Linked DNA regions of Pan troglodytes: region 2 is linked to region 1. A link is a contact called in public capture Hi-C data. All regions are on one chromosome and are shown on one strand. The core of a region is the stretch at or near the end of the contact, and the rest is flanking DNA. Distances in the headings are between cores, read along the strand shown. Region 1 overlaps NEDD4L (NEDD4 like E3 ubiquitin protein ligase). Region 2 has its middle 84 kb from the start of MALT1-AS1.

Region 1 (4,121 bases), core at 1,179-3,678:
AATCATTCCTGTCTTTACTACTTGAAGTCCACTTAGAAGCTAAAATTGGCTGAGCATGGAGGCTCACACCTGTAATCCCAGTACTTTGGGAGGCCGAGGTGGGTGAATCATCTGAGGTCAGGAGGTCGAGACAGCCTGACCAATATGGTGAAACCCCATCTCTACTAAAAATACAAAAAATTAGCCAAGTGTGGTGGTGGGGGCTTTTAGTCCCAGCTACTCAGGAGGCTGAGACAAGAGAATCACTGGAACCTGGGAGGCAGAGGTTGCAGTGAGCTGAGATCACGCCACTGCACTCCAGCCTGAGCAATAGAACAAGACTCTATATTTAAAAAAAAAAAAGAGCAGCTAAAATTATAAATACCAGATCTTTCAGAAGTAGGCCAAGATGATGTCTGAGCTCCTCTGAATATAGGATGCAACTGACTCTTTCTCAATTGTAATAATCAATAAATGTTGGGTAGCCACATATCACTATTTCTTCCTCTTTTTCCGTCTATTCACATCACATTAAAATTTACCCTGAGGGTGCATCTTAAAGCAAACTACAAGACTGCTAGCTTCTTTCTGTTTGTAAAGCAGCATTAGAGGGTTGCAAAGTCCTGTTGAGTCTCCTTTCTGAAAGTTTTGGTCTCCTCTTATTTTTGCCACTAATTCTAAGGACCAATCAAAATTCCAGTCTGCTTAACTGAAAATTAAAGTGAAAGATAACTTTTTCAAGGATGACTGTCCTTGTTCTGAAAAGATGTTTCATTTAATTACCTTCTAATATCGAAGAGCGGTGAATATGGTTGAGTGATATATTTGTTAAACCAATGAAAGTTGCTTTTAAGAATATATTTCTTGATGCTTCCTGTCTTTTCCTCTCCTTCCAGCAAAGAGAACCCTCCTCAAGGTTGAGGTCATGCAGTGTCACCGACGCAGTTGCAGAACAGGGCCATCTACCACCGGTAACCCATGCTAATTTCCAGTCATCAATTGACTTTTTGGGCTTTCATTTACAATCATCTGGGCTGCTGCACAAAGAGTTTTTCCTGTGTAAATTTATTTACCATATAAATGAGATGTTTTTAAATTTCCTGGCCAATTGCCCTAGGAAAGTGGATTTCCAATACAGAGAATTGTTACTGCCACCCATCTCTAAAATGCTGGAACCTCCATTGCTTTAGTTTTTCACCCAAATTTATACCAATTTTGATTTGCTCACTTAAACTTCTTGGTACTTTAGTTAGTAATTCCTTTTACCTTATTGAGTTACTATAGTTATGCTCCAGTGATCTGTACTTTGAAAACACATTGAGTCCCTTTAACCAGGAAGAACTCTTCTGGGCGACCGACCGTCCACATGTTCCTTTCCCTTCCTAATGACCTGAAGTCTGAACTCTACAGAGTCTCTGTACCTTCTCTTTAAAGGCAGCTCTGCTCACCAGGAATTGGCTATAATTCTTTCCAACTCTCTCATCATTTTAATAGCTATCAGCAAATGTAGAAGTGTAGGGGATTTTGTAACATCTGATGTATGTAAAAAGAAATATTCAAGTTGGAAGGCAGACTAGAACTGCCTTGAGAGATGTTTGATGTACACATTAAAAATAAGAAATTTTACATAAATTTGTTTCTTCTTTTGGAGGTGAAAATATGTGGTTTTAATGTGTTCAATTTGATATTTTACCTTGACAGTTTTTGTCTGTTGCTACAAAACCTTGATCATTTTTAAGACTAATAATGTATTATGTATGAATTTGAAGGGGGAAAAGTGCATTTAAGGTTTTTGAAATCACAGTGTCTTCCCTCTCATGTATGTTTTTTCTTGACTTCAAAGGATATTTTGGCCTAGGTTTTAATTTTTTATGTTTGAGAAAAAATTAATGAGTATACTAGTCAAGGAAGCAGTCAAAATAATAGAGTCATTTGTGACTTACACTGGAGAGACTTAATAATAAGCTTGATAAGAGCGTCTTTTCTGGGATGGTTTCAGTACAGGGCCCCCAAAAACAAAACAATCAACTGAGATGGACTGGTAGGATCCTTCTCAACCTCATGATCTGTGATTTTCCTTGAACGAATGGCACTTTCTCTCCTTTTCAAAATCAATGTCAATTTTATTTCCCAAAGAACTCACTTTCCTGGAAACTGGTGATTCCTCCCTCTTTCTTTGTACTTTCTGATGCTGTAAACTCACTGATCACCAGTGGCCTCTTGAGTTTTGAGGTTGGGGAGATTTCAGAATCTGCTAATTATTTGACAATGGCAGGCAAAACCAGACCAGCTTTCCATTTTTCTCTAAGGCAGCTCACTCTTTTGAGGTTGTCATTGTTTACCCAGGTCAAGGATGAGCCACCTTGGGTGGCATAGGGGTCACGCTTCCTTTGTGCTACTGGTCATCAGCGACTGCTGGCTTTGTCTGGACAGGGTGGGTTTCAGGGATTCTGATCTCATGTCACCTGCCTTACAGCGCTGCCACAGCAGTGGGCCCTGATTCAGACAGCAGGGGCTCATCCCCTAAGTGCGTTTCACTGATGTAAATTATCATTCACAGCCCAGTGCCCCAGCTGGGAGAGCGCGTTCATCAACTGTCACGGGTGGTGAGGAACCAACGGTAATGATCCACTTTATCAGACATCAATAGCAAGAGGCCGTGAGGCAGTTTTAATATTTCGTGTAGTGGTGAATATACGCTCTTTTTAAAAATAAGATTAGCTCCTTTGTGCTACAGAGCTGCACACGTTTCTTATTTTAAGCTTCTCATTTGGGGATTGTTTAAAGGTACTGGGTAAAATAGAATGATTTTTTTAGTCCCACATAATTTTATTAGGAATACTATCAGGCTTTGGTTAAGTGCATTTAACTTGACCGTTTAGAAGATATTTTTGACTTTTAGTGTTTGTACTCCTGATAAGTTTTTCCATTTCATTAGAATGCTTGGTTAAAATAATTTGGTTGGAAGATCATCAAAGAAGCCACAGGAATTGCATGAGACTGTGTGTGTGATTCCTGGGTGTGCCCAGGGCCCTTCTCTTTTCTGTATCTCCCCTACCACATTTTTCACAGGGGGTTAGACTTTTCTTGTCCCCAGAATGCACCAGTGACCCTTTCTCTGCCACCAGGGGCTCTCCTCACACAATGAACAAGTTTCCGTAATTCCAAGGGAGCATAATTAGGATATGTAAGTGATCTAGAAAAATTTATGTTTCTCTAAGCCAACCATTCTTATTCATTATTTTAAAGAATGTATGGTATTCCTGTTTGTGGGTGACTTAGATTTGTATTTTAATTGCCTGTTTTCTACTTGATCCCTAAAGTTAGGCTAGCTTATAGTTTATGCTTCGCACTGCAATAGCTGTTTAAAGAATTTCCTGGCCGGGCACGGTGGCTCATGCCTGTAATCCCAGCACCTTGGGAGGCCGAGGCAGGTGGATCATGAGGTCAGGAGATCGAGACCATCGTGGCTAACACAGTGAAACCCCGTCTCTACTAAAAGTACAGAAAATTAGCCGGGCGTGGTGGTGAGCGCCTGTAGTCCCAGCTACTCGGGAGGCTGAGGCAGGAGAATGGCGTGAACCTGGGAGGTTGCGGTGAGCTGAGATCGCACCACTGCACTCCAGCCTGGGCGACAGAGCGAGACTCCATCTCAAAAAAAAAAAAAAAGAATTTCCTTATTGTTTCACCTGTGTTGTATTTTGCTGTAACTGCTCATTACTTGTGGATAACTTTACGTATACAATTGCTGATTTTCTAAAGATGTTGATGACTTCAATTTAATGCTCAGCATTGTACAGAGGAAAATCAAACTGGCAACAGTCAGCCCCAGAACACTCAGCTCAGGTTAAGATATTGAGCTACAGTGGTTTACGTGAGTCATGTGTTGAGTGAGGCAGCCTCCAGTAGAATTCAAGAAATTCTACATGAACTATTTCCCACTGTGCACTTGTAATTTCTGTGGGAGTAGTGGAGCTTTGAGGGGGACAAGATCATTTTGTGAGATAATTTTAGTTGAATTCAGTGCTGATGAACATCATCTGTATATCACCTATTTTTGTATTTTGTTGGCCTTGCAACCTGCGTGTAGCTTTGGAGTGTTGTGGTAGCTGATGTAGTAAATGAAGTAGGAATGGAATCAT
Region 2 (3,727 bases), core at 749-3,248, 420 kb after region 1:
TTGGTAGCATTAAAAATACTTAAGCATCAAAGTTTGGCTTTATGAAGAAGGAGTCTGAGACACCTCAGGTTTCAGCCCTTACTAATAGCGTGGCTCAAAGAGTTAACTTGCCTGTGCTTCTGTTTCCTTATCTGTAAAATGGGGATGATGCTGTAACATCAAAGAGCTTATAATACTTTCCAGAGCTGGCAGTACTAAATAAGACCATTCCTCTAAAGTGCCAGCATTTTGAAAAGCATCAACCCATCAACCTTGTGCTTTAAATCTGGCATTCTTAAAGCTATACCTGTAGGCAGTATAGAGTGTTTTTTTAATTTGTTTTTTTGTTGTTGTCTTTTGAGTCTCACTTTGTCTCCCAGGCTGTAGTGCAGTGGCACGTCTTGGTTCGCTGCAACCTCCGCCTCCCAGGTTCAAGCGATTCTCGTGCCTCAGCCCCCTGCATAGCTGGCATTACAGGCACACACCACCACGCCCAGCTAATTTTTGTAGTTTTAGTAGTATCTACTAAAATGGGTTTTCACTGTGTTGGCCAGGCTGGTCTCAAACTCCTGACCTCAAGTGATCTGCCTGCCTCGGCCTCCCAAAGTGCTGGGATTACAGGCGTGAGCCACCATGCCCGGCCGGCAGTGTATATCTTCTAAAGTTGCAATTTTTATTCACTCCAGAATCACTTTTCAAAAAGCATGCAGATTTAATGCCACCAGTTTGTGTTATGTATCTATCCCGCAAAACAGCTCTAAAGGTAATTTACTAAAAGATTAACAGCATTTATCTCTGGTGGGATAATTTTTCTTTGCTTGTTTACCTGTATCTTGCAGATTTTACACAGTGAACAATGACTGTATAATTTTAATATACAGATATGCACAATTGTGTAATGTAAATATGCTCAGCTTCAATACATTTGTTTTAAGAACACATTTTTAACTTTTCGTAAGGAGTCTTCAGTTTAGAAGTACAGTGTCATTACAGAGTGCTTATTCTGTTACAAAATTAGTAAAGCTGATTCTGCCTCTAAATCTGAATTCCCACTTTTTTTCATCATGCTTGAGTTTAGTTGATAAATAGCATTTTAGATACTAAAAATGATTGGATGAGTATTTCTACATTAATAAGTTGCTAATTAGGCACCAGGGTAGCAGATGGAATGCCTTTCTGTGTGCTAGGTTTAAACATTTTACACACAGTCTTATTTAAAACAGCCTTGCAGTTTATAGATGAACTGATTGTTAGGCTAACCAGAGGTGTTACTATACCCTCCAGGATAACCCAGCTAGTAAGGGCAGAGCCAGGATGATTCAGACCCAGACCAGAGCGGGGTGTTTTGTCCACAGTACTGCTGCTGCTTATACCATAACAGGAAAAGTACACAACAGTGTCTTAATATTTCATTCTTCCATGAAAAACACTTTTAAAATACTGAAACATTATAGGAGCAGAAGTACATCTCTAAATATACTTTTAGGTCACATTGAAAACATTTCCAAAGGATTTGACCTGAAGTTAATGTTGCTACATTATGCTCAATACAGCAGGCTGTTCTGCTAGGGAAATTGTTAATATTTTAAAAATATTTTCCTAAGCTTTAGTTTTACCACTTCGAAGTCTGTACAGACTGGTTATTTCTACATTACAAAGACAGTGACTCCCTCAAAGGCTGACAGTTTTTATAGTCTGTGTTTATGACATAAACATCTATTCTTGCCAGATGTGGGTTCCTACATTGCCATCTAACCTCAGCATTCTTTATGTTATGCTCCAACTTGGGTAAGCGGCTTTGTTTCCTTCCCAATCTCCTGGTCAGACAGTTGACCTCACATCTTTGTCTAGTGGTTTTCAAACGTCAGAGTAGCCCCTTGTTGGAGCGGCAGCCTTGGGGTTCCCCACTGTTTTCCACATTGCCTTTCCAGGTAAGCTTTGGTCTGCGTTAAACCCCGCCGTTTGCTTTGAGATTCTCCCCCCACACAGCCGTACCCCACACCAGCTGGGCGCCTTTGGGAGACCGCAGCCCTTAGAAAAGGGGAAGAAAAGCTTCCTGACTGCACAGTGAGGGCTGGAGGCGTCTGGCCTGGAGGGAGTCCAGGCCACTGGACTCCACACTGTCAGCCAGTGTGAGCTGCTGGTGACAGGGAAAGGCCATATGAGCAGGTCCTGACCTGCAGTTCGGGCCCCTGGAGCAAACAGCACCAAACTTGGCCCCCAAATCAGCTTTGTCATTCAAGATGTGGCTTGCTAGCAGGTGTTATTAACAAGGCGAAGCACCATGTGGTATCTTCCCATTGGAATCAGTTGTTATTGCTAACTAGGTATTAAGTGTCTGAAAACCTGGTTTTGTACTTTGGCATCACCTGGCCCAGTTATAGCTTTGTGGGGGATACAGTTTCAAGGTGTGCAGTGGCACTCTCACCTGCAAGGGAGAAGTGTGCTTGTTGGGGGAAGGTCAGATAGGGGGTACACAGGGTTGGCATGCTGAGACACGCTCTTCCTGGAAGTATACGTGCAGAAAGCCACATCATAGCCCAAGGCTTTATGAGCACAAAAGGAACACGGGGTGGGGCGGGGAGGGGATCGTCTAGATGAACCTGATGGTTAATGACAGCAGGCTAAGATGAGCCAAATGTCCCTCTCATTGGCCAACCTTGCCAGTGAGGCTGAATGCTTCCAAGCTAAGAGTGAGTCTCTCTGTCCTGGACAGCACTTACAGGACCCTGCCAATGTCTGCTGCCCGAGGTGCTTTCTGACAGTTTGCTTTAGCTACAGTAATTCATTTACTCAGCTCGCAGACTTGCCTTGGAGCCATTCTAGCTATGTAAGCTGACTTCACACTCAGGCCTGACCCACGGTGTGACTCGCAAAATTACCTTTTCTGGCATTTTCGTGTCCTGGCCCCTTGTTGGCAGCATGTGGCCAACACTGGCCACCAAGGTCCAAGCTAGACTGGCCAACAGAGAGTGGAGGGCTGAGGGCTGTGGAAACCACAACCATTATTAGATAGGATTGATTCTGCCTGTAGACTGAAAAGAACGTCACCAAATGATGTCGAGAAGGAGGATAAGGAAGACCATTCCATGATGCTCTGCTCGGCTGAGCTACCCTGTAGGCAGGCCCCTGCTGAGGAGAGGCAGGAGAAGGGATGTCTTCAGGTGAGCCAATGGGAGCAGCTGGCTTTCAAAATGCCACTTAAAAGGGAGGCTGGCTATTGGCCTACACTGCACAGAAGCTTCCTGACCAGATGCCACAGGGCCTGGGGTCACCAGCAAGCCTAGAGCTGAGACTTCCTGAGCCCATCTCCAAATAGATAATCCAAGTGGGGCTGTGAGAGGACAGTGGAGCAGTGCGGGACCTAGTCCTGGAGGACTCACCCGCTCCCCAAAGGGTATGTGATCCATGCCCCAGGCCAGTGCTGCTGGCTGAATGTGAGGAAGCTTGGACTCCATTCCTCAGGAGCCGAGGCACTTCAGCAGGAAGGCTGGGGACCTCTGGGGCCAGCACTAGGGGCAGAGCAATAGACGAGACTAGAGGGCAGAGGGCACGTGGGAGCTAAGCCTGGGAAGATGGGCGGGGAAGCTGCCACAAAGCTGGGTCCAACCCAAAGGCTTCAGGGGCAAGTCTGCCACCCCAGCCAGCATTGGGTTTCTCCAAGTCCCTCTCCTTTCGGGGCTGTGTCATTTACCAATTCCTAAAGGGGACCTCAGAGACTAGCTCACCGGCCATCTCTCTCACTGCA

The links. Capture Hi-C pulls out chosen DNA fragments and counts their contacts.
Region 2: a capture Hi-C map of stem cell-derived neural stem cells shows a contact between it and region 1, with 2.3 times the contacts expected there. The contact joins two enhancer-like sites. A contact is called at or near these places in 1 of 7 Hi-C or Micro-C datasets (stem cell-derived neural progenitor cells) and 1 of 1 other capture datasets (stem cell-derived neural stem cells).

What each region holds. Positions count from the first base shown.
Region 1 is chr17:68,398,938-68,403,058 of NHGRI_mPanTro3-v2.0_pri, forward strand. It overlaps NEDD4L (NEDD4 like E3 ubiquitin protein ligase), which reads left to right. Exons shown (of 31, transcript XM_001140979.7): 12 at 876-950; 13 at 2,540-2,599. Among named protein-coding and RNA genes, the nearest start is that of MIR122, 120 kb to the right of the region's middle. Within about 2 kb of position 2,429, at least 1 of the 24 cell types and tissues checked has an H3K27ac peak or open chromatin away from gene starts, as enhancers often do. A contact at or near this core is called in stem cell-derived neural stem cells, where this site is marked.
Region 2 is chr17:68,817,818-68,821,544 of NHGRI_mPanTro3-v2.0_pri, forward strand. No RefSeq gene overlaps it. Among named protein-coding and RNA genes, the nearest start is that of MALT1-AS1, 84 kb to the left of the region's middle. Within about 2 kb of position 1,999, at least 3 of the 24 cell types and tissues checked have an H3K27ac peak or open chromatin away from gene starts, as enhancers often do. A contact at or near this core is called in stem cell-derived neural stem cells, where this site is marked.